Linked DNA regions of Pan troglodytes: region 1 is linked to region 2. The links are chromatin contacts, called in public Hi-C maps. All regions are on one chromosome and are shown on one strand. Each heading gives the region's core, a stretch centred on a gene start, on an enhancer-like site or on the middle of the called end of the contact. The rest is flanking DNA. Distances are from core to core; before and after follow the strand shown.

Region 1 (5,900 bases), core at 223-2,722, 190 kb before region 2:
ACAATACCCCCAGGCAATCTCAAAGCCAAGAGCAGCTGCATTGAAATGGATAAGAAATTTATTTCATTAACTATGTCAGCCCCTCCCCCAAGCCAGCACATCTCTGGGAGGAAAAGCCCAACATACATCTTCTTTTGTGACAGGTAGAGAAAAGAATGAAATGTATGTTCAAAGTTTCAGCTTTTGAGGGGCTGCCCAAGGAACTGGTTTCTGTCTCACCTGACTCGGAAGATTCATGGGAACTGACATACATTGGATGCCTGGGAGCCACAGAGAGCAAAAGAGAGTCAGGGGCTTGTGGCAGTGCCAGAGAACTTGTAATATCACAGATAGAAATTAGCAGGGCTTGTTGTAATCAAGAGTAAGCACCTAGCTGTGGCTTTTTCCCTGGGAAAAAACAGGAGGGTGGTATGTGTGTCTAGCATTCTGCCTTTTCAGGGGGCTTCCTGAGGGACGAGTTTTTGCCTCATCTGATTCAGAGTCCTAATGGGAAACCAACATACCTTGTTTGCTTAGGGCCACAGGGACCAAAAAAAAAAAAAAACCTAAAAACTCAGTTGCTTGTGGTTGCACCAGAAAACTTATAATACTACAGATAGACACCAGAGGGAGCAAGAGATTACAAGCTCTGAAAAAAACAACTTGCAAACCTCTCTAATTGGGAGAAACCAGAGAAAACACATCTCCAGAAAAGATGTGAGAGGCCCTCACAACCTCTAGCTGAAATAACTGGTGAAGTTATTTCCCTGTATGAAGTCAGTGAGTAAAGACTAGGAGAGATGGCTGTTTTTCAAATGCATGAATACCAGTATACTTACAAAACACATAAAGAAATAGGGAAACATATCTCAATCAAAGGAACAAAATAAATCTCTAGTAACCAACCCTAAAGAAATAGAGGTATATGAAGTACCTGACAAAGAATTCAAAATAACCATCACAAAGATGTTAGAAAAATGATAAATGAACAAAATGAGAATATCAACAAAGAGAAAAAATTTTAAATAAACAACAGCAATTTTGGAGCTTAAAAACACAAGAGCTGAATTGAAAATTTCACTAGAGGGGTTCAAAAATAAAAGTGATGAAGCAGAAAAAAAGAATCAACAAGCTCAAAAACAGATCATTTCAGATTACCTAGTCAGAAGAACAAAAGGAAAAAGAAATGAAAATGAATGATGAAAGTCTAAGGGACTTACGGAACCCCATCAAGCAGACTAATTACACATTATGGCTATTCCAGAAGGAAATGAGGGAAAGAGAGAGGGAGAGATTGAGAATGGCGTAAAGATTATTTGAATACACAATGGCTGAAATTTTCCCAAATTTGGGGAAGGAAATGGACATACAGATAAAAGAAGCCTAAAGGATCCCAATTAAGATAAACTTGTAAAAGTCTACATTACAATCAAATTGCCAAAAGTCAGAGACAAAGAGAGAATTTTGAAAGTGGGAAGAGGAAAGCTACTCACCATATGAAAAGGATTCTACATAAGAATATCAATGGGTTTCTCAGCAGAAGCCTTGCAGGCCAGCAGGAAATAAGAGAATATATTCAAAGTGCTAAAAGTAAAAAAAAAAAAAAAAAGAATATGGCAAAACTGACATTCAAAAATGAAGCAGAAACACTGAATTTCCCAGATAAAAGCTGAAGGAGTTCCTCACCATTAGACTTCCAGGAAATGCTATAGAGTGTCCTTCAAGTTGAAAGAAAAGGATGCTAAACAGCAACACAAAAACATGTGAAAGTATAAAGCTTGCTGGTAAAGGTAAATCTATAAACGAATACAGAATATTGTAATGGTGGTCCACAAATCACTTTTAATTATAGTATAAGAGTTAACACAAAGTGTGAAGGAGAAAGAAGTTAAAGAGTAAAGTTGTATGTGATTGCAGTTAAGTTGTTATCAGCTTAAAGTAGGTTGTTATAACTATAAGTGTTTTGTGTAAGCATCACGTTAACTGCAAAGAAAATACACATAGAAGATACATAAAGGAAATTAAGAAATTATTCAAAACATGTCACTACCAAAATGACAACACAAAGAGAGAAAGAAAAAGAACAAAAAGCTACAAGACAGAAAACAATTAACAAAATGTCAATCTTAAGTCCTTCTCTATAAGTAATTACTTTAAATGTAAATGGATTAAATTCCCGATCATAAGACATCAAGTGGCTGAATGGATCTTTAAAAATCAAGATCTCACTATATGCTGCCTATGGGAAACTCACTTTAGATTTAAAGACATACGCAGGCTGAAAGAAAAGGATAGAAGAAATATATTCCATGAAAATGGTAACCAAAATATAGCAGAGGTAGCTATATTTATAACAGAAAAAATAAGCTTTAAGTCAAAAACTGACACAGTAGACAAAAGAGGACATCATATAATTATAAAAAGGGGCCAATTCACCAGAAAGATAAATCAACTATAAATGTATATGCACGCAACATCAGAGCACCCAAATACATGAAGCAAATATTAACAAAACTGAAGGAGAAACAGACAGCAATGCGATCATAGTAGAAGATTTGAATACCTCACTTTCAATTATGGCTAGAACATCCAGACCGAAAATCAATAAGAAAAGAGTAAACTTGAACAACCCTATAAATCAGATAGATCTAATAGACAGATAAAGAACATTCCACCCAATAGCAGCAGAATTCACATGCTTCTCAAATTCACATGGACATTCTCCAGTATAGATCACATATTAGGCTACCAAACAAGTATTAGCACATTTGAAAAGACTGAAATCATACCAATTTCCAACCACAATGGAATGAAAACTAGAGATCAATAACAGAAGGAAAACTGGGAAATTCACAAGTACATGAAGTTAATCATATACTTCTGGACAACCAAGGAACCAAAGAAGCAATTAAAAGGAAAACTAGAACATATCTTAAGACAAATAAAAACAAAACCACAACACACCAAAACTTATGCAAATAAGCAAAAGTCATACTAAGAAGAAAGTTTATGGTGATAAATGCCTACATTAAAAAAGAAGAAAGATCTCAAATAAATAACCTAACTTTATATCTTAAGGAACTATAAGAACTTTAAGGAACAATAAAAGCAAACTAAAACCGAAGTTAGCAGAAATGAAGGAAAAAACAAAGATTATAACAGAAATAACAGAAATAGAGAATAGTAAACAACAGAAAGAAATCAATGAAACTGAGAGTTGGCTTTTTAAGAGATCAACAAAAACGACAAACCTTTAGCTATACTAAGAAAAAAAGAGGGAGACCTAAATAAAATCAAAAATGAAAGAGGAAATATTACAATTGATGCTACATCAATAAAAATAATTATAAGATACAACTAACAAAAATTATATGCCAACAAATTATATGCCTGGAAGAAATGGATATTCCTGAACATTTAACCTACCAAGTCTGAATGCTGAAGAAATAAAAAGAACAAACCTAAACTAGTAAGAACAAACCTATCACTAGTAAGAAAATTGAATCAGTAATTAAAAACCTCAAAGTGGATGGGGTTAGGAAAAAATGGGGAGTTGCTGATCAATGGTCATAGAGTTTCAGTCATGCAAGAAGAAAAAGTTCTAGAGATCTGCTGTACAACAATGTGTATATAGTTCACAATACTGTGCTGTACACTTAAAAATGGTTAATAAGGTAGATTTTATGTTTTTCAACACAATAAAAAATAAATTTTTAAAGAGAGATATAAACAATAGCTACAATCTAAAAGCAGTTAGTCATCTATACTAATCTAGATCATCCATTCCAACGGTTTTTAAAACTTTAACTAACAGAGGAATAATTTTTCACTTAAAATTTTCCAGTAAACCCAATAACAAAACCATAAAAGTAGAACTATGTGTGTTGAGTTGTGTTGGGTGGGAGGGAACCAGAGCTCCTCATTTTATAGACACAGAAACCGAGGCCCTGGGAGGAAAATGCATTCACCCCGAAGCACACAGTGAGTTAATGGCATGGCCCTGGCTACAATCCACATCTCCTGATTCCCAGCTCAGTGTTCTTTGCATTTTCACTAAAGTTCTTGTGCCTAATCTGGAAAACACCCAGATAACCATAAAAGGAAACAGATGAAGGTACCCACAAATGAGCTATGGAAGGAGAGGGAGTTTTTAAGCCTAATCACCAGCCAATAGATTTCCAGTTTCAATGGTTTTTTAATATCAAAGTTGTTTTCATTATTTATTAATGAACTTTTGTTAACATTGTTTATTATTTATTAACATTAATTAAACGAACTTTTGAAATTGCACAGAAACAAAAAAGGAGAAAAAATTTATAATCCTACCAATTATATAAACAACTCTTAACACTGGAATGTGTCTTCTGTCTCTTAAAGAACAGATTGTTGGGTTTTCACCAAATTGTGCTCATTCTGTATGTTCAATTTTGTCTCATGCTTTTTTCACAATATTATAGCATAAGAATTTTCCATTTGTAAATAACATTTTCTTTCATGACTACATAATATGCTCTGAAGTAGTCATGCCATGCAGAAGATTTTTTTCTAAATTTGTTCACCACTTCAAATAATACTAAAATGAACATATATCCGTGTATATAATGGTTGAACAATGTGTATGGTAGTATACTAGAGGTAGAATTGAGTTTAAGAATTTGAAGATTTTTGGCTGGGAGCAGTGGCTCACGCCTGTAATCCCAGCACTTTGGGAGGCTGAGACGGGTGGATCATGAGGTCAGGAGATCAAGACCATCCTGGCTAACACTGTGAAACCCCATCTCTACTAAAATAATACAAAAAATTAGCCAGGTGTGGTGGCGCATGCCTGTAATCCCAGCTACTCGGGAGGCTGAGACAGCAGAATCACTTGAACCCGGGAGGCGGAGGTTGCAGGGAGCCAAGATCGCACCACTGTACTCCACCCTGGGCGACAGAGCAAGACTTCGTCTCAAAAAAACAGAATTTGAAGAATTTGAAGAGTTTTAAGTCTTTTGGTATGTAGCATCAAATCACATATATTTTATTTATGCATAATTACATAAACATCATTTAAAATTCTGGAAATAGAAATATAGATAAAATAATATTTGCCATTATTTCTTTGACCTAGAGGCAGATACCTATTGAATATCTTGGTATAGTTCTTCCCCATCTTTTTTGAAAATAAATACATATGCGCACACAATTACCAAATTGAAACTATTGTGTATGAGTGTGTAATAGTTTGATTTTTTATTACCATGTCTATAAATAATACTTAGAGACCAAACAGATTTTATTAATCACAACATATTATCCCAATCACACAGCCAAACATACTCCCATTTTTCCACCCCTAGTATAGCCACATCCACGTGCCCATACCCAAGTAACAGAGAGATTACATACAAGACCACTCCTAATAAGACAACTCTCAAGACACAATCTTGGTTGTAGTTCTCACTGGCTTTCTTCTGAGAAACTGACTCAAGAGTGAATATAGGCAGTTGCAATAGCATTTTTCTAACTGGAAACTTCTGCAGAGCTCAACTCAGAATGATACGCCACTGTGCCAGCCACCAGGAACAGTTTTGGGCCCTGAAATATGAATCTCTGCTTTTCATCAGATGTTTCCAAAAGCAGAGTGGTTATGACAGAAACTTTGGCATTAGACTCTCCTGGGTTCCAGCCATGACTGTACCTCCTATTGTCTGTGCAACTTGAATTAACTTTACCCCTCTAAGCCTCAGTCTCTCCATCTATAAAAATGAATGACAGTAGCTGCCTCATAGGTTTGAAGTGATGATCAGATGAGACAATGCATGTAAAGTACTCAGCATTGTGTCATTGCAGGCACTTAATTTTAACTGTAATTATTATTTTGAGGAGTTCTGGCAGCAGCTTTCGACTCTCGCTCTCACAAATATGACTTTCTCTTTCCT
Region 2 (5,780 bases), core at 2,144-4,643:
AAAATATAAACATGGAAAGGAAGAAAATAGAAATCACTTATAATTCCACTTTTCTAAAATATATTTCCTACTGGTCTATTTTCTATGTATATATACAAACATTTTTAACAAAAATGAGATCATGCGGTACTTACTATTTTATAACATAATTTATTCATTTAATATATCACAACATCTTGATGGTTGCATGGTTTTCCAAGGTATGTATATACCACAATTCACTTAAACAATTATTGAATATCAGAATTTTTCCAATATTCAACATTATAAAACCATTGTCACAAACATTATTTTGCTAAATATTTGAACAGTTCATGATTATTTCCTTAGGATTAACTCCTAAAAGTAGAACGGATAATCAGAAGATATAAGGCATTATATATACTGACAAGTTACCCTCCAGAAGAGGATTACCAATGTACATTTCTACTAGCAGTGTTAGAGAGTGATATTTTTCCCTTCCTACAACCAGATTGGAGCTACTAAGCAATTAGTCGCATACCAACATAAATGAGATTTACCATCTTAAAACAATTTTAAAAGGATTTTTAAAGTTTTCTGTCCTGGATTTTGCCATGATTGTAACTGATTTCTCCCTTAATAAGGAAAATAAGCCATCAGTTCAGAGACCAGAGGGATTTAGGAGCTTAGCAATAAACCACCAACCATTTCCTCTGCTGGGAGTCTGTATAAAAGTTGGTTTATTGACATGGAATATGATGCAGCCATAAAAACAAATGAGATGGCACTCAACTCACAGAAAGTAATCTCTAATGATGGGCTTTCCAATGCTATATGGCCCCTATACTAAGGAGGTAGCTGGCATCTCTCGTTTTATGCCCCCATACATCTACCCAAACTGAGGAAAGAGAAATTCTACAATATTAATATGGAGAAGGAAGGCTATGGTTCTCTGTGTACTTTATAAAGAGTATTTTGTTCTATGCTCATTATTATATATCCCGGGAAGCCTAATTTTAGTCTTATTTGAAGATGAAGAAAGAGAAACATTAAGCCACACATGCTTTTCATTTTTTGTACAAATTTATGGTGTATGTGTGCAACTTTTTTGTTTTTCTGTTCGTTTTGTTTTGCTTTGTTTTGTTTTTTTTTGAGATGGAGTCTCACTCTGTTGCCCAGGCTGTAGTGCAGTGACACGATATTGACTCACTGCAACTTCTGTCTGCTGGGTTCAAGCGATTCTCCTGCCTCAACCTCCAGAGTATCTGAGATTACAGGCGCCTGCCACCACGTCTGGCTAATTTTTGTATTTTTAGTAGAGATGGGGTTTCACCATGATGGCCAGGCTGGTCTAAAACTCTTGGCCTCAGTGATCTGTTAGTCTTGGCCTCCCAAAGTGCTGGGATTATCGGCGTGAGCCATGGTGCCCAGCTGCAACTTTGTTACATGCATAGATTGCAACGTGGTCAAGTCAGGGCATTTAGGCTATCAATCACCGGAATAATGTATATTGTATGCATTAACTAATTTCTTATCACCCCCCACCCTTATTCTCTCACCTGTCTGAGTATCCACTGTCCATCATTCCACTCTGTATGTCTATGTGTACACATTTTTAACACTCACTTATGAATAAGAACATACAATATTTGACACACATGCCTTCTAAACTAGGTATTGATGAAATAAAAACTTAGTTTCAAAGGCTTATTTTTCTTGGTGTATTTCCACTGTTGTGGAATTACCCTGTGGAAATAGCAGATAGCTGCTTCTGGAATGTATCGTGACATAAACCGATAAATTCAGCAAAGACATCTACCTGTCAACTGACTTTTATACTCCAATTATGTTACTTTAGTTTTATTTCTAAATATTATTAGACAATAATTAGAAATATTAAATTATTGGCTGGGCGCGGTGGCTCACGCCTGTAATCCCAGCACTTTGGGAGGAGGGCGGATCACAAGGTCAGGAGATCGAGACCATCCTGGCTAACACGGTGAAACCCCGTCTCTACTAAAAATAGAAAAAATTAGCCGCGTGTGCTGGTGGGCGCCTGTAGTCCCAGCTACACAGGAGGCTGAGGCAGGAGAATGGCGTGAGCCTGAGAGTCGGAGCTTGCAGTGAGCCGAGATCACACTACTGCACTCCAGCCTGGGCGACAGAGCGAGACTCCTTCTCAAAAAAAAAAAGAAAAGAAAAGAAATATTAAATTATTAAGGCCCTGGTTTAATCCATGAGACAGTAGATTACAGCGGTAAATAGCATGAGCTCTGGGGTCAGACCGTAGGAGTTTGGGAAAGTGACTTCTAGACAACTTTGAGCAAATTACTTAGCATCTCTATGTCTGGGCTTCCTAATCTGGAGAATGAAGATGACAGTGGTACACATTTCAGATGGTTGCTTTGAGGATTAAATGAGATAATACCTGTAAAGTTTAGAACAATGCCAGGCACATGGTAAGGCTTGGAGTTAGTTATTGTAGAAGGGGCTCTATAAATAAATGTTTAATTGAAAAAAATCAACAGATCCATCTGGGGGTGGCAGTTAACCACTCTTACCCCAAAATGGAAACCTCTTGCTATTGGAATAACTTTCCAGAATAAAATATATGAAAGAAAACTTGATGAAATACAGGCATTAAATGTTATCACATAACCATCCGTAAATTCTGGGTTTCCACAAAGCAGTTCTTCCGAATCATAATTAAGGGTTTGAAAGTCAAATGATTTAACTGCTAGTTTTAATTACCTCTTGGTGAACTTTAGTGTGTTAGAATTGTCACAACTTTCCTTGAGGATTACTCTGAAGTCAAGCAATACAGTGGGAAATTATTAACTCCTACTTTGGTACAGCAATTATCTGCATTACAAGGTTTATGCAATTAGCTGTTTAAGATGTCATTATATTTTGCCATCTGGTACACAGGAGTTTATGCATATGAACAGGCACGTGTTGAAGTGATTTTCACTATATGACTTGTTCTCAACCCAAGTCATCGCTCTAATGAGGGGAAGTTGCCGTGCACCGTACATTAGTGGCAGGTGCACACTATCAAGCTTCATTTTCATCGAAGACCTTCATTTTTCCATTTTAAAGTATTCCGCACAAGTGCTGGAAAATTAATTAGTCGTTCGCAATTGAACAACGCCTGCAGACGTGTTCTTTAGCAGTTAGGCGGGGGCACGGCTTCAGGTAGGGGCCACTCCTCCTCGTCACCCGGACGGCTGCAAGGAACCCTCATTCTGTGCAAAGCCAGGGCGCAATCCAGTGCAGTAAACCTCCCCTCGCGAAGAGGGAAGCGGGGCTCGCTGTTGCACCCCAGGCCGAGCGCCCTAGGGGAGAGGGCGCCGCAGCGAGTCCCGAGATCCGAGCCCGGCCTCGACGCCGGAGCGCTCCCGGAGCTGCGTCCTTGCCCGAAGCGCATTAAAACGGCGCCCTCTGGTGTCAGCTCGCGGCGGCCGGGTAAAAGCAGTGGCGCTGGGGGTAGAGTTCTACTCGCCACCCTGTTCGCAAACTGAAAGATCCCCGAGTTTAGAAAGTGCCTTGCCGCTCTGCGGACGCTGTGTCCGCGGCCCCGCTGTCGCGCAGAGCTGGGCTGCGATCAGAAAGCCCGGCTCCCCTGGCCCCAGACAGTGGCTCCCGGGGGAACCAGCGTGGAGGGCGAGGAGGGACCTGATCTTCGAAGGCAGGAAGGACAGAACCCCCAAGCCACGACGGCAGCGGGGCGCGGGGACGGCCAGGCTCCAGCCACAGAGGCCCGAATTCGGCCCACACTGCCCGGCGGCAGGCCGCGAAGGAGCCCCGGGTAGTGGGGGCGGCAGGAAGGAGAGGCGCGCAGGGCCTTTGGGGCCTCCCCAAGCCCCGGGCTCCCGTCTGGGCTTTGTGGGTTGGCGGTGTCTGAATCGCCGACGGGCCGAGCCGTGCCGGGAAGGCGCGCGGCCCCGCGCGGGCACCTGGCTGAGGCCGCCCCGCGCTGCCATTGAAATGTGACACTGATGAACGAGCTAGGCCCGCGGCTTTCTTTGAGAGAGTTGGAAGTCGCCAGCCGCGAGATCTGGGGCTCTCAGGTTCCCTGGGAAACGTTCTCCCCGCACCCCCCTGCCTCCACCTTCGGCACTATTGCTATCCTCTCCCATTTCCCCCCAACACACACACACACACACACACACACACACACACACACACACACACACACCCCTCACGCGTTTTCGAGTGCCAGACCAAGAGTCTTAAGTTCAGCTCCAGGAAGACAGGGTAGTGGCGGGAAAGAACATTCTGACTACGGGGAAGTTTGAGTTGGTTGGGGCTGAGTCAATAAAGTCGCCCCTTGAGCCTTTTGTTTTGAGGCTTTGATTGCAACGGCGCCTTTCGCCTTTTATATTTGGGGCCTGGTGGGTGACAGTGAGGGGACAGAGGAAGGGGACGAAGCACGTGGAACCTGGCCCCTTTTGGGATGTTTCTGCACCAGCTTTTGTTGGGGGAGAGGATGGGAAGGGAAGGAGGGAGAGTGGGTGCCTTACAAGCAACCAGCAAGGATTTCTTGAGAGACAACAACGTGCGGAGCACTGAATCAGGCACCAGCAGCGCTTACTGAGAATGAGAATAGGATCTTGCAAGCTGATTAGCGAGAGAAAAATTCAAAAAAGGGACAAATTGGTTAGATTAAGTATCCAAATAGATGCAGCAAAGCTGAGTAAACAAATCAAGGATGGGTATTGGAATTGGCTAGTGGAGTCTCAGAGCATCTGTGTGTGGACATCTCCGTGAGTCCATTGCAGTTCAGAGGTTGTTCTATGTAGGCTCTGCCTAGAAAACAGATACTTAATAAAGTTCGAGATGACGTTGTCAAAAAAAAAGAGCCAATCATTCCGGTTGGAAGATAAAGTTGGACAAGTAAATCAAGCCCAGACTGAGAAGGCTGAGGGGCCCAGAATCTAACGGATAATCTACTGGCTTTGGGGCCAGACTAGCACAGAAGCAGCCCTATCCAAGCCTCTTTGGAATTGTAACTATGAGTCTCTGTTTCCCTCCGTGAAATGGGGATAATTACGCCTTGGTATTGTGAGGATTACACAGGGTTAAATGAGACAATGTCCTTGGGCCTAAATACTTTTGGTATTGATATAACCCCTCCTTCTCTTTCAACCATTTCAGAATCGTTCCCATGATCCCCAGGCTCTGGGCATCTTCAGGAGTTCTTCAAATAAATATGTGACTATGCCCGTCTTGTTTATGTTCAGTCAGCTCTGTTGCCTCAGACACTCAGCAGTCCATGTTTTACTGATACCTTTTGGAGCTTCTAAATTATTTGAAAACACTGAGTTTTTACTACAGGCTTCTGGTAATTGACTTTCGGAGTAACCGGCCCATGAGACTGGTCCATTTAATGTCAATAATAAGTAATATCAGTTTATTAGACTCTCACCAGTGGCCCTAACTGAACATTCCATCCTCCATGATCAAGAGCAGCAGTTCAGCTTCTTAAGCAAATATTATTCCTGTCTGTTGTAAAAAGTCATTTCATTGTAATAAGTGTCTGCTTTCCCAAAGCTAAAACTACACAGAACAGCCTGTGCCCTGCAATTGACTCAGGGAGATACCCACATTCTGAAGTACTGAGACTGGGACTTGGGAAGGTCAAGGCTCTGATTCAACACAGGTGATATGAAGAACACTAATGAGTTTCAAAGTGGCCTATAGGCCTGGTGCGGTGGCTCACACCTGTAATCCCAGCACATTGGGAGGCCAAGGCAGGTGAATGGTCAGAAGTTCGAGACTAGCCTGGCCAACATGGTGAAATCCTGTCTCTACCAAAA

The links. Hi-C and Micro-C count contacts between places; a contact is called where the count stands out from the background.
Region 1: a contact with region 2 is called in a Hi-C map of induced pluripotent stem cells, with 3 times the contacts expected there. The contact joins two enhancer-like sites. A contact is called at or near these places in 4 of 7 Hi-C or Micro-C datasets (blood, induced pluripotent stem cells and stem cell-derived neural progenitor cells) and 1 of 1 other capture datasets (stem cell-derived neural stem cells).

Annotation. Positions count from the first base shown.
Region 1 is chr1:170,151,028-170,156,927 of NHGRI_mPanTro3-v2.0_pri, reverse strand. The region is part of intron 1 of LOC107966870; the gene reads right to left. Among named protein-coding and RNA genes, the nearest start is that of NFIA, 230 kb to the right of the region's middle. Within about 2 kb of position 1,472, at least 2 of the 24 cell types and tissues checked have an H3K27ac peak or open chromatin away from gene starts, as enhancers often do. A contact at or near this core is called in induced pluripotent stem cells, where this site is marked.
Region 2 is chr1:169,959,979-169,965,758 of NHGRI_mPanTro3-v2.0_pri, reverse strand. No RefSeq gene overlaps it. Among named protein-coding and RNA genes, the nearest start is that of NFIA, 35 kb to the right of the region's middle. Within about 2 kb of position 3,393, at least 10 of the 24 cell types and tissues checked have an H3K27ac peak or open chromatin away from gene starts, as enhancers often do. A contact at or near this core is called in induced pluripotent stem cells, where this site is marked.